Regions from separate parts of the Mus musculus genome. Here region 1 is linked to region 2. Evidence: chromatin contacts called from public promoter capture Hi-C data. All regions are on one chromosome and are shown on one strand. Each heading gives the region's core, a stretch centred on a gene start, on an enhancer-like site or on the middle of the called end of the contact. The rest is flanking DNA. Distances are from core to core; before and after follow the strand shown.

The links. Capture Hi-C pulls out chosen DNA fragments and counts their contacts.
Region 1: a contact with region 2 is called in a promoter capture Hi-C map of liver. The contact joins two enhancer-like sites. A contact is called at or near these places in 1 of 484 Hi-C or Micro-C datasets (granulocyte-monocyte progenitors) and 1 of 9 other capture datasets (liver).

The regions. Positions count from the first base shown.
Region 1 is chr14:21,789,221-21,795,351 of GRCm38.p6, forward strand. Samd8 (sterile alpha motif domain containing 8) reads left to right here. Exons shown (of 6, transcript NM_026283.3): 5 at 3,184-3,334; 6 at 3,717-6,131. The coding sequence ends at 4,021. Among named protein-coding and RNA genes, the nearest start is that of Gm23502, 20 kb to the right of the region's middle. Within about 2 kb of position 1,566, at least 11 of the 459 cell types and tissues checked have an H3K27ac peak or open chromatin away from gene starts, as enhancers often do. A contact at or near this core is called in liver, where this site is marked.
Region 2 is chr14:21,519,677-21,526,449 of GRCm38.p6, forward strand. The region is part of intron 2 of Kat6b (K(lysine) acetyltransferase 6B); the gene reads left to right. Among named protein-coding and RNA genes, the nearest start is that of Kat6b, 23 kb to the left of the region's middle. Within about 2 kb of position 4,260, at least 137 of the 459 cell types and tissues checked have an H3K27ac peak or open chromatin away from gene starts, as enhancers often do. A contact at or near this core is called in liver, where this site is marked.

The DNA.
Region 1 (6,131 bases), core at 316-2,815, 270 kb after region 2:
TGGACACATGGGCCGTCTGTGCCTGGACTGGAAGGTGTCAGACCCACAATGTCTGCCTTCTGCACAAGGTCTTTCCTAGGCAGATCTGGAGGTTCCCCACACTTTTGTGTTTGCATCTGCTGCTTAAACTAATATAGATAGATACTGCTTTTTATTCAAGGAGAATTGTTTTGTTTTGTTTTTGTTTGTTTGTTTTGTTTGAGACAGGGTTTCTCTGTGTAGCCCTGGCTGTCCTGGAACTCGCTCTGTAGACCAGGCTGGCCTTCAACTCAGAAATCTGCCTGCCTCTGCCTCCCAAGTGCTGGGATTAAAGGCGTGCGCCACCACTGCCCGGCTTCAAGGAGAGATTTTTAAACCTATTACCCAGTGCAGTTTTATGAATAACCAGATCCAGATCTGAAAGGAATGTATTTGAGGTGGAACATTTTGCTTTCCTGTTATATGGATAAGAATTTCCTGATAAACCTAAGGAGGTTTATCAGAATAGCCACTTAAGAGAAAGCTGGATCTTTGTGCAAAGAAACTTATCTTATGCTATTAGAACAAATTAGATGTCACGCTTCTGTTTGGACAGCTTTCTTTCAGTCTCCAGTGACTTTTTATTAATTAGTTAACGTATGGATATTTCCATCTAAATCTGCCCTAAATGCTGCTAATTGTTTTAAAGTATAATGTAACCTGCCTATTGACCTACATTATTTATAGCAATCATAAAAAGTAGAGCATTATGGGATAAAAGCCAGATGTCAAATCCCTTACATTGAGACCATCCAGAGGCATTTCATTGTGATAAATTAATGGCTTAAAATCATGGAACCAAGACAGAACTAAGAACATGCCTATTTTTAAAACTTAGCAACACAAAGCTAATTTGCATATTGTATCTAGACAGCTTCCTATTCATTCTTTTCTATTTCAGTTCTGTTTCTAGAAGGATGTATGAGAAATGCAGAGTGGGAAAAAATGAAAAGGCTTGAATTACTGAGTGGTAATTATTTGGGACTAGCATTACTTGTTTGTCCCCTGTTAAGATACTATCCAGCCCAGTGGTGGTGGTGCACACCTTTAATCCCAGAACTCAGAGGCAGAGGCAAACATATCTCTTGTGTTTGAGGTCAGCCTGGTCTACAGAGCAAGTTCCAGGACAGCTAGAGCTACACAGAGAAACCCTGTCTCAAAATATCTCTCCTTTTTAACCGCTCCCCCACCCCCCCCTCACCCCCCCTCACCCCTCACCCCCCCCACACACACAAATGTTCTGGTATGATTGACTTATGAAACATCTGTAACCCTCTGGTCTTCCTCTTCTATCCTACCTGAGACTTGCATCTCAAAGCCAGATTGTGGTCCTCCATGGCTGCTGGAGCGTCAGTTGCTATGTTTGGGTAGTCAGTAGAAGGCAAATGGGGTGGTAGAAAAGAGCTCCTCTAGTAGCCATCCTATAGAGCTTTCACATTTTTGCGTACAACTTATTGTACAGAACATGGCTCCCTGTAGCTATAGGGAAGGCCTGGAGGGCTAAGATCTGGTTGAGTTCATGGCCTCGCCAGTGTCTGAGTTTCTGTGACAGTGAGGACAGGGAGAATAGTTAATAAATGACAGCCTGGAAGTTACAGCATAGTTCATTTCCTTGCTGCTTCTTTTTAATATTTTTCTTTTTTTAAAGAACGTTAGAGCTTATTAAAATATTTTAATAGAGATTTAAACACGGACATTATGGGAGAAAAGTAAGTAAATAAAGCAAAATGTAGTTGTTAGGGACTGGAAGTTGTTGCACAAACTACTCAGACACGGACGTCTGTCAAACAGGGCTGGTTTATTGAACACACACCCTAAGACTGAACCATCAGGGACACAGTACAGACTCAGAAGCTGAACTGTGGTGCCCAGCTAGACTCCTATAGAGCTTTTAAGCCTGAGATACGAACATCTGTGCTAAGTTATTCTGCCAGTCAGGATTGAGGGATAGGGACTTCCATAGGAACAACGTCTTTGTAGTACACTTATCCTGTCCTCATTGGTTGGGGTGTCCACTGTGGCAGGGGACTTGCCTTGTCTAGGATTCATTCAACCTCCTACTCAAAATGGAAGTTTTACTCCAAATGGTTTCTTGTATTGGTGCAGGTGTCGTTCTTATGTTGGGGTCCATCCCAGGGTTAGCTTATAAAGGCAAGAAACAAAACAGTTCATACCTAGATGCAGTAAGTGTTGCCGGGTTGTTGGTTCGGGTCCAAGCTTATTGTGACTAAGTAAACAAGGGAGTTCTAACTGGTCTCTATTGTGATTAGGTTCCAGGAGCATCAAAGCGCAGAAGGTAACAGAATATGTAGTCAGTTCAGGAATGAGAAAGGGTCCTAGTAACAGCACATGACAAAGTTTCCTTACAACAGTAACAGCACAAAATGGCTGCTATACAGACAACCTAGGCCTTAACATTTTACCTAGGTCTTAACACTGGGGATGTTCTTAATTTACAGTGACTATGTGAGGCAGGGTTTTTCTGAGTAGCTGTGACTGTTTTGGAACTTGCTCTATATATCTGATTGGCTTTGAACTCAGAGATCTGTGACTGCCTCTGCCGCCCAAGTGCTTGGATTAAAGGGGTACACCACCACTGCCTGGCTGCTTGTTGGTTTAAGATAAAATTTCACATAACCTGGGCTGTCCTCTGTGACCAAGACTAGCCTTGGACTCCTGCTCCTCTGCATCTGACTCTGAACATGTGAAGCCTTGAGATTCTGAACATGTGCCGTCATTCTTGGCATTGACTTTGCACTTTTTGCTTTTGTTATTATCTTGAGATGCGGTCTCTCTGTGCAACCCTGGTTGCCCTGGTTGTCGATATGTAGACCAGGCTGACCTCAAGCTCACAAAGATAGATATACTGGCCTCTGCCTCTGAGGTGTTGGTATATGAACATACGCTGTACGCCTGCCTTGACCTTTTTACTTTAAAGGAACTACTGTAAAGGAGTTTGAATTAGGATGATTTCATTTAATTAGCATTTTCTAAGTACAGTCAAGCTCTGGTAATTCTCTGGGCCCACCTTGAATTAGCTGAGTTAGACCAGTTGCCTTTACCTGGATGCTCTTATTTCTGAATCATGAATTGCCTGAAATGGATTTGGGCAAGCTCTGAGCCTCAGTAAGCATTTGAAGAACTAACTCACAGCGTTCTTTGTAGATATATGGAAGTGTGTGGGAGAAACTACGACGGGCATTTGCCATCTGGAGCGGCTTTGGAATGACTCTGACTGGCGTCCACACTTGTGGAGACTACATGTTCAGTGGCCACACAGTTGTTCTAACCATGCTGAATTTCTTTGTCACAGAGTGTAAGTATATCTTTAATGCTCCTATGCATATTAGATAGCTTGTTGCAGAGAAGGAACTAGGGAGGAAGTGAGAAAGAATAGGCGGCTGGGGTGGAATGCAACTCAGTCTGGAGTGCTTGCCTGCCACATGTGAAGCCCCAGGTTTGATCCCCAGCACCACATAAAGCTAGGTGTGACGGCAGATGCCTGTAGATCCTAGTTCAAGTTCATCCTCAGCTACACATCCAGGTCAGCAGCCTGGGCCACATGAGACAGAGCTGAAATAAAGGGTGTGGGGCAGAGGTTAGGGGAGCAGAAGCTTAGAGCCTACCCTGAGAAACGTGGCTAAGAAGCTTGGCAGGAATGTGTTATTAAATAAATGGTCCTTCTGTCCTTTTCCTAGATACACCAAGAAGCTGGAATTTCTTGCACACTCTATCCTGGGTTCTCAACCTCTTTGGAATCTTCTTCATCTTGGCTGCCCATGAACATTATTCCATTGATGTGTTTATTGCCTTTTATATCACAACAAGACTCTTTTTGTACTACCATACTCTGGCTAACACCAGAGCGTATCATCAGAGTAGGAGAGCGAGGATTTGGTTCCCTATGTTTTCTTTCTTTGAATGCAATGTTAATGGCACAGTACCTAATGAATATTGTTGGCCATTTTCTAAACCAGCAATAATGAAAAGACTAATTGGATGAAGACTCTCTCTCTGTAATGAGTTTGTTGTTAAATATACAGTAGTTATGGAATGAAAATGAATACTTTGTCCCAGGCTCCTGGATACGTTGCATTTGGCTTCTGTGTTGACAGGTTTCCCGTTCTGAGAAAGGCCGTGACTGTAAAACTCAAGAAAGAACACACAAGACTCCTTATTAGCTGTTTGAATGGAGAGGTCATGGAAAGAGTTTCCGCCCCTCACTGTAGGAAGACCCAGCGTGGGGTGATGTCAGGCCGATACCTGTGCATGCTGAGTGTTTGCTTACGGAACTCAAGCACATCAGCTTGGGCTGGTTGAAGAATTGTTACTGATTCCCAGTAGGACTCAAGTCAAGAATATTTCTGAAGCTGGCTTTCCTTACCTAGTGAGCCGTTCTCATGTGTTCATTGAACTAATCTGTGTCTGTCTGCAAAGTGAGTGTCTTACTGGTAAATATGTTTTACCTTTTGAGCCATTTGAAAGAAAAACACATTGAACACAGCAGAAACAAAAGAATGCGGGGGGCACCGTGTGAGGTGACACGCTCGCTGATCAGGTGTCGCCGGCCTCCCACTAATGCAGGGGTCAGCATTTCAGAGCAGGTGCAGCGTCAGTTGCTGTCCCTTTCTGTTCGGAAGCTTCAGTGTGAACAACAGAAAGGGCTCCTGAGGGGAGGTGGCTGTGTTCCTGTAGTGCTGTAAGTCCCCGGACTAAATACTTGTTGTAACTGTTAGTTAGGCAGATGACAGCCCAATATACTGCTTTTTAATAATGTGACTTAAGTGAACACATGAGTGTTTTACCAGATGTTAGAGTTCTTACATCAGTGAGTGAGTAAATGTGCATGCAGAGAATTCTTTTCTTCTGGAAAAAAACAAAACAGAACAGAACAAGCTGTAGGCGCAGTGCTAATTCTCGGGGTGGGGGTGGGGGTGGGGTCCTCTTTTTGTTGTTGTTTTTCCCTGAAAGTTCTCATTCCCGACCATGGAAAGTACACAGTCTGAGACATGGGTGGATAGAAAAAGGCTTCTTACTTTTTATTTTAAAAAAATTATATACATATGTTCTTTCTAGAGTCTTAATTTGGCAGTTAAGAACTAAATACTTTAGCTGCTGTTTACCTTCAGTAATTACTGTCACCTCTCCGATACCATTTGTCACTTTATTTTCTATTGGTTGTACATAACAGTTTTAACCTGGTTGTAGAATTGGAATACTAATTGTATAGTCTTTACGTTCCATTTTCAAACAAGGACTCAAGAGCTGCAGGCAGGCGCACTGCAGTCTCACGCAGGCCACAGCCGGCGTTTATTCCTCTGTCTCGGCGGCTGAATGGTCATTTTTGCAGTTGGAGTCATAGTCCCACCTCTTGGAAGCCACTGAGTGGATTAGGCAGGAAGGGGGTTTGTCTAATAGACAAACGGGCCTCCCCCGTGCTGAGAACCCCTGCTCTGAGGAGGCTGGAGACAGCGCTCATTTCTCACCTGAGAGATGAGGTAAAGCAATCAAAATCAAGTTCAATTATGTTTTTAAATCTTGTACTTCAAAATCCTTGCAGTATTTTAAATTATTGATTCTATTACAAGCCAGGATCAAAAACGCCAATATCTTATCTAAAGAAACGTCCTAATCCTGGAGAAAAGGTTTGCTATGCTTGTTTGAGTAGCTTGACTTAGGGCCAAGGGATATATTACTGCCACCCCCTCTTATTACTCCCCTGCCCCCCACAGAGCAGGATCCAATTTACCTGGGGGGAGGGGGAGAGACAGTGTTGGCTTTTGGGAAAATGTTCCAAAAATGCGTGTCTACATTAGTTTTAAGATGCTAACTATATTAATGGTAAATATCTTAACATCAGGCTTCTCTCCTCCATATGGGTTCTATCATAGAACACAATAGGAAACAGGTGCAGCTGGCGTTGCCCTTGCCAAGCTATTGATGGTGAGAGTGCCTGACAGCAGCCTGCTGTACGGATTGAGTGGCCTTGGGTCACTCCTGTTTGTTTGGAGGAAAAAGATAAGCTAGATGTATAGCCTAGTAGCTACTATAAGACAGTGTTTACAGAGCTAATCCTCTTCAAGTCTCAAAACTGAGACAACATTAGTTTTCAG
Region 2 (6,773 bases), core at 3,010-5,509:
AACAAGGAAAATTGAGAAAACATGCTCCAGAATATTTAGTTGATAAAATTTGGGGATTAATTGTATCAAGTAATCATAATAAGATTTTGATGGTATTTTATTAGTGAGCAATCTAGCCTCAACCTAATATTAATATGCATGCACACATACATACAAACATGTTATTTTTTAGATAAAATCTCATTATGTGTGTAGCGCAGACTGTCTTGGAACTCTGTAGTTAGCAGAGAGCCCCCTCCCCCTTTTTGAGACAGGATCTCACTCTACAGTAGTGATGGCTGGCCCTGAATGCTTTATGCAGATCATGCTGGCCTCAACTTACAGAAATCTTCCTGCTTCTGCCTCCTGAGTGCTGGCATTAAAGGTGTGCACCACCATCCCTGGCTTTCTTTTTAAATGTTGGATGTCTTCCTCTATTGCTCTCCACTGTAATTTTTGAGATAGGATTTGTCACTGGCTATATGGGCTGCCAAGTAATATACCCACCTTCTCAGAGATAGGATTCCAGACGGGCACCCACTGTAGCCAGCCTTGTTTTCTTGAGTGCTGGGGATCTGAACTCAGATTCTCGTGCTTGTGAGGTGAGTACTATACCCACTGCACCATCGCTCCATCCCCGATTTCATTTAAAAAAAAAAAAATATTGGGACAAGGTTTCACTTAGTTTCCCAGGCTGGCTTTGAATTTTGGTCCTTTTACCTTAGCCTCAATAGAGCTGGAATTTCAGGTATGTCTGCGTGCTTGGCAGAATTTAGGATGTGAATGGAGACTGTTCCAGGATGGTGCAGTCTTAACTATAGTTTGATAAAATAGTCTTTTAAAGAAGCTGTTATTGTGATTACCTTTGAGAAGTTGAATGTCATTGTAAAAGAGAAAATAAAAATAGCAGCTAATGTATTGTAAGCGTAAATGCTGGTGTCTTCCAAGTAGTTCGCACTTAGCTCCTGACTCATAGTTACTGGAAGAGAGGTAGATCGGTGCCCTACTTTTTGCAGATGGAAAAACTGCAGAGCAAAGCGGACGCTTTTTGTTCAAGGTCAGTAGAACTGGTGAACAGTCAGGCTGAGAGTCCACCCAGATAGTCCTGAGTCCAGGGCTCATTTGTTCTGGGCGGTATCTTAGTCAGCCCCGGGGCTATTCATGAATGGTGGAGGTCTCTCTTGCAGTTCTTCAGTAGGTCAGAAACAGTTTTCCTCCAGCAAATAGACTGCCAGCATTTGAAATCTGGTAGTTGGGATGGGCTTCTTACTTTTTTTTTTTTTCCCCAAGCAAGTGCGGTTTATAATATCATCAAACTGGAAATGCAGCAGGGAAGTCTGTGCCTCATTAGATTTAACAGCATCCTCACTCCTGTGCAGGAGGGGCACAGTGGAAGCTAACATAGGAGGCCTCGGCTTCCTGGCATGTACGTCAGCTCTTCTGAGACTCTGGAATTCTAATCAGGGATCACTATTCTCCCTTCTTAGCATGAAAGTCTTGATATTTATTTAAGAAACCTTTCTCTGCTGAGATGATAGGAAAATGAATTAAACCACTGAAGATAAAACTTTATCTTTGACTGGGCACGGGAACTCCTAAAGGATAGTATTAATGTTTCTCATTAAAAGTGGTAAAGCTCAATTAGGTCAGATTATGAGGACTTTGGAAAGTCAAATATTCTGAGAGACTTCAGTTATCACACTTTGTAGCAGTAAGATTCCATTTGCACATCTGGGCTTTAGCATTTTTATAAAGTCAGTTTAGTTCAATTTTAAGCAGATTCCTTAGTATTTCACTTTGTTGAGAGTATCATCCTAAAATTTATTGAAGGTCAAATCTTTGTGTATTTCCAGTGCACTGTAAAGTAGGGGAACTCCAGATATATTATGTAGCCCAGGCTGGCCTAATTCTTCTGCCTCAGCCTCCCAAGTGCTAAGATCATGTGACACTGTCATGCCCCCCCCCCCCCCCCCCCCGAAATGTGTTTGGGCACTGTGGGCAGGGCGGTGTGACCTTGTGAAGGATTCCTGTGCAGAGAGACAGTCCCACCGGGCATGGTGGCCACGCCTTTAATCCCAGCACTGGGAAGGCAGAGGCAGGTGGATTTCTGAATTTGAGGCCAGCCTGGTCTACAGAGTGAGTTCCAGGACAGCCAGGGCTACACAGAGAAAACTTGTCTCAAAAAAAGAAAGAAAGAAAGAAAGAAAGAAAGAAAGAAAGAAAGAAAGAAAGAAAGAAAGAGAAAAGAAAAGAGACACAGTCCCATCCTATGTCAGATTCAGTCACCAGACCACAGATTTTACATTTTACATTGTTTTTGCTGCTTTCTTTTCTCTAACCCCTTATCCCTCATCTTGCCTCTGGGAATTTTTTAGTTGGTACTTTGTGAAGGGTCTCAATTAGAGTCCCAGTCAGTGTCTTTTTATGTTGACTTCAGTTCATGTGCTTTGTATCAAAGACTCGTTGTTCTCAAAGAATATTTAGCTATATGTATCCAACTGGAAGTTGAATATACAGCCTTAAATATTATGAAATATGCTTTTCAAAATTCTCTGAATTTTGGCATTGACATGGATAAAAAGTCGGTTTTAGAATGGTGAAACCTATTACAGTGTAAAAGATCAGGTGGATCAATGCTCACAGTTCCAAGGTCAGGGAAGCAAGCTTGTGGATCCTGTTGTTCCTGTAATTAAGCTCGAGAAGTTCTTTAGAAGGGTGCAGTGCGCCAGGGCAGCCTTTGCCGTTGGGCAGTACCGGTCCAGTCACCGCGGAGCTCTTGGACTTCTCCAGCTAGGCAGCCAGGTCAAGCGGAAGATGAAGTGAGTGACTGGGTCTTTCTATTGCACTTGAAGCATGGCAGCTTGTTCTACTTTTGAACTGTTATCAAGATAGAACTTGTCTAGGCTTCTTGAAGTAGCTTCTGGAGAGCAACAGCGTCGTGTCGGAAGGTTTGATTGTAGAGGGCGTGGTGGACATTCCTGTAACTCTTTAGATCTTAGGTGTGCTTGATGTTTTTGATGCCTTTCCCACAACACTAATCCTGTCCTGAGGAGCACCAACTTTGAGGAATTGATACTTGTACTCTCTGTACCTACATGACTTTATAACTGCGCGCGTGTGTGTTGCTGGGAATAGAATAGAAGACCTTATGCTCATTAGGCAAAAACTCCTACGGAGCCTTGTTCCTACGCTGTGATACTTTTAGTACCAAGAAAGTCAGTATTTTTAGCTTTGAGGTTATTTTAACAGTTATGTGTTGTTTGCTGATTTATTCTGATTTTATCTTGAATGGCAAAGATTTTATTTTTATTTTTTTCCTCCAGACTTCAGCAGATGATACACTTTAAATGTTCTCAAAATGGAAGTCTGAGTTGTTGTGTTTTTTTTTTAAATCTATTTTATCTTTGTATGTTATCACTAACACATGGGAGATATAATTGTTTTTATCATTGAGATGACAATTTTGCTTGTAAAAATCCATGATTTTGTTGTGTTTCTATGCTTCATTTTTTAAGTCTTGAACATTAAACTAGAGTAGATTTGGTAAAATTGTTTTCCAGTCACACCAAGATTTAAAATAGGAATCTGAAATCTTCTCGGGCCTTTCATCTCTCCTATCCATTAATATTTCACATAAACAGCAATTAGCTTACCAGATAAGAGTTAGCAAATGAGCCAGCCATGTAATCTGCTGATGGCACTCTGTCTGCAAGACCGGGAGGAAAGTGCGTGCGTGTTTGCATGTGGGTGCTCTTGCTGCTTCCAGGCAGTGGCAGGAAGTTGGTCCATGTGCCTCAGAGGAAGGGGTGGCCTTGCCGTGCACTGATGCTTCTGCGTGGGTAGGAAACACTTTGCTGCGAAGTTGCCAGGACTGGGAAACTGCCTATTGTTGTTGATCTTTATAAAAGTAAACATCGTAATTAGTAGGCTGTGATGTAGTGCACAGCGTACATTGTATTTTGTTTATGAAAGGTTATGTTTTTGAGAGTGTGGAATGAGACAGAAAGAAGTATTAGATGAAACAACGTTGGATTAAACCGAAGCTGGTCTCTACAGAGGTCAGGGCAAACCCTGATCAGTGCTCCGAGGGGATCCAGGAGGGAACTGTGTTAATTTGACAAGTGGGTTTAAAATTCTTGAGCTGCTATTCTTCAGAAACCATCTTTGTTCAAACATCCCTTTCCTAATTTGCTCCACTTTTGATCTTTGATAAACCAGCTGCAGTATTGTTTCATTAACAGACTTGACTGGTTAACAGATGTTTGCTTTGGCTTGATTGTGTCCTCCCTATTAAGAACAGCATAGGCACTCATAGAAACCATGCTGGGCCTTTTCCTGTCTAGCTAGACTGGCAGTTCAAAAGAGCAACCTAATTTCATTTACAAGTTCAGTTTTTATTCCTTGGTGCTATTCTGGAAGGCATGTGACATTTAGCTGGTGTTCTCCCTCCTCGGGGAGGCCTGCTGTTAGTCCTCCTTGCTGCTGCTCCTCTGCTCTGCAGCCCTTCACTTGGGGTTAAGCATTCTTAGCATTCAGGAAAGGAGGGATTGCGGAAGGGCTGATTGAGACATCATGGATTCTTCCACAATTCAAGGGAAGGAGTGGGAACAGTCTGGAGAATGTAGAGAATCTCTCCCACCTTCTTTGATGTCAGACAGCTGCCATATGGAGTGCAGGGAGAAGGAGGAGAGCCTGGGTCCAGGCTGCCTGTGATCTTCCCAGTACTAGGGCTGGGAGCCAAAGGCGGTGTGGTTTCTGTAGTAGCTCCTGATGCCACCAGTCCTGTTTTTTGTCCAGTTTCCTGCCGTGCTTGTGACTCTCTCTCCAGGCATAAATAGAAAGGATGAAGCTCAAAATAAGAATGTAAAGATTATATGGAACAAGAGAAATGGCAGAAGAGAAGAAGGCACAAACTAATCCCTGTAATAAGGTCGTCAAAGATGACTCTGTCCTCATGGTTGACCTGTTTTTCTGGAATTTTAGTCATGTGTTTCTCTCTTATAACAAAATCAGATTTTAGCTATTGAGCTTGAATTGTGAGTAAACCCGCAGCAAATAGTATGTGCTTGTGGAAGTGTGGAGGCCAGCTGAAGAACACCAGCTGTTCATTGCACCCTGGGCAGTATGTAAGGGACCTGGGAAGAAAGGTGGGTAGTGGAGGGATCCAGGGCACGCCTTCTTCCTTACCTTTGTAATTTAAAAAGTTGTACTGTCTGAATGATACATGCCACATTCTTTCAACAACTGTTAGTACTATACCTTTTCTTTCTCTTCTAGAAAGAAAGAGAAAATGAATAAATGAATGTGTATATGTATAATTTTTGAGCTTAGTTTGGTAGCTCAAACCCTTAATTTCTGGTACTTGGGAGGCAGAGGAGGGTGGATCTGCCTTCAAGGCCAGCCTGATTTACAGACATGAGTTCAGGACTGCAGAGTTTTATAGAGAAAGACTCTGTTTTAAGACAAAACAATAACAAAGAAGTCAAACAGAAGATAAGTTTGGATGAATTATTGGAATATAAATGGCAGACATCATTATGTTACATTCTTAAATATTTAGCGAGGAATGAAAACGACCTCCTGGGCTGGAGAGATGGCTCAGTGGTTAAGAGCACCGACTGCTCTTCCAGAGGTCCTGAGTTCAAATCCCAGCAACCACATGGTGGCTCACAACCATCTGTAACAAGATCTGACTCCCTCTTCTGGAGTGTCTGAAGACAGCTACAGTGTACTTATATATATTAAATAAATAAATCTTTAAAAAAAAAAGAAAAAGAAAACGACCTCCTGTATAGATCAGCACCATCACTCACGTAAACACTTCAAAAGTGAAGCCAGAGGGTTTACCAAGAGTTGTATTTTCTCAAACGAGTCTTAATGTTATTTATAACTTGATTTAGGACTCAGCAAAGTTCACAAGTGGCATTTGGTCATAATGACTCTTAGCAGAGAACAACCTTTTTGCTATTTCTGGAGACATTGCCAGTTTTGAAGAGTTGTCCTGTAGGATATCTGGAGCTGATACTTTCCCTGGAGATTTGGACACAGGGCTTCCTGAATGCTATACAAGCCTTACACCACAGAGGTACATTTTCAGCTTCCAGATCTTCCTTTGTAGACGAAGCCCTTCTCCCCTTTGTGACTAGTAAGTGCTCAGTGCAGGCTTGAGGCCATGTGACTAACCTTTGGTTCAGTGTGTTTGAATTTTCCATTGCTGCTTTGTTCACATCCACTTAGCATTTAAAGCCTTGCAGTCATTCTTTGGTTCTGTGGTTAGGAAGTCTAACACAGTTCTTACCACGGTAGAGGATGACAGCAGCATGACTTTCTAGCTGAGCCTCGTTTCCTCGCTTCTGTTCCCAGCTCCTAGGCTGTTTGCTTGGTTTGCCCTTGGTTCCTGTCCTGTCTTTAATACCAGCAATGCGGCATCTCTGATCATTCCTCTATAGGTGCCTGGCTTCAAAGGATGCATAGATTACTTTTGGTGTAGATGGTCAATATTAGTTAACTTTTCAAACCAGCCTCCTTACCTGGGAGTGGCGGGGCATAACTATAATCCCAGCTGTCAGGAGGCCAAAGCCTGATTTATTCAAATTCAGGGCCAGCTTGGGCTCTATACTTGAGACCCTGTCTCAAAAAGCAAAGCAAAACAATGAAGAGATAAAACCTACTCCTTTAAAAATTAAAAACCAAAACAAAGTACGTAAGTCCTTTTTCCTATTTGCCAGGTTACTACATGGACAAAGATGAAACAGGCCCTGGGCCTTAAGTAAGGATGCTGGGGGGGTTGGGGG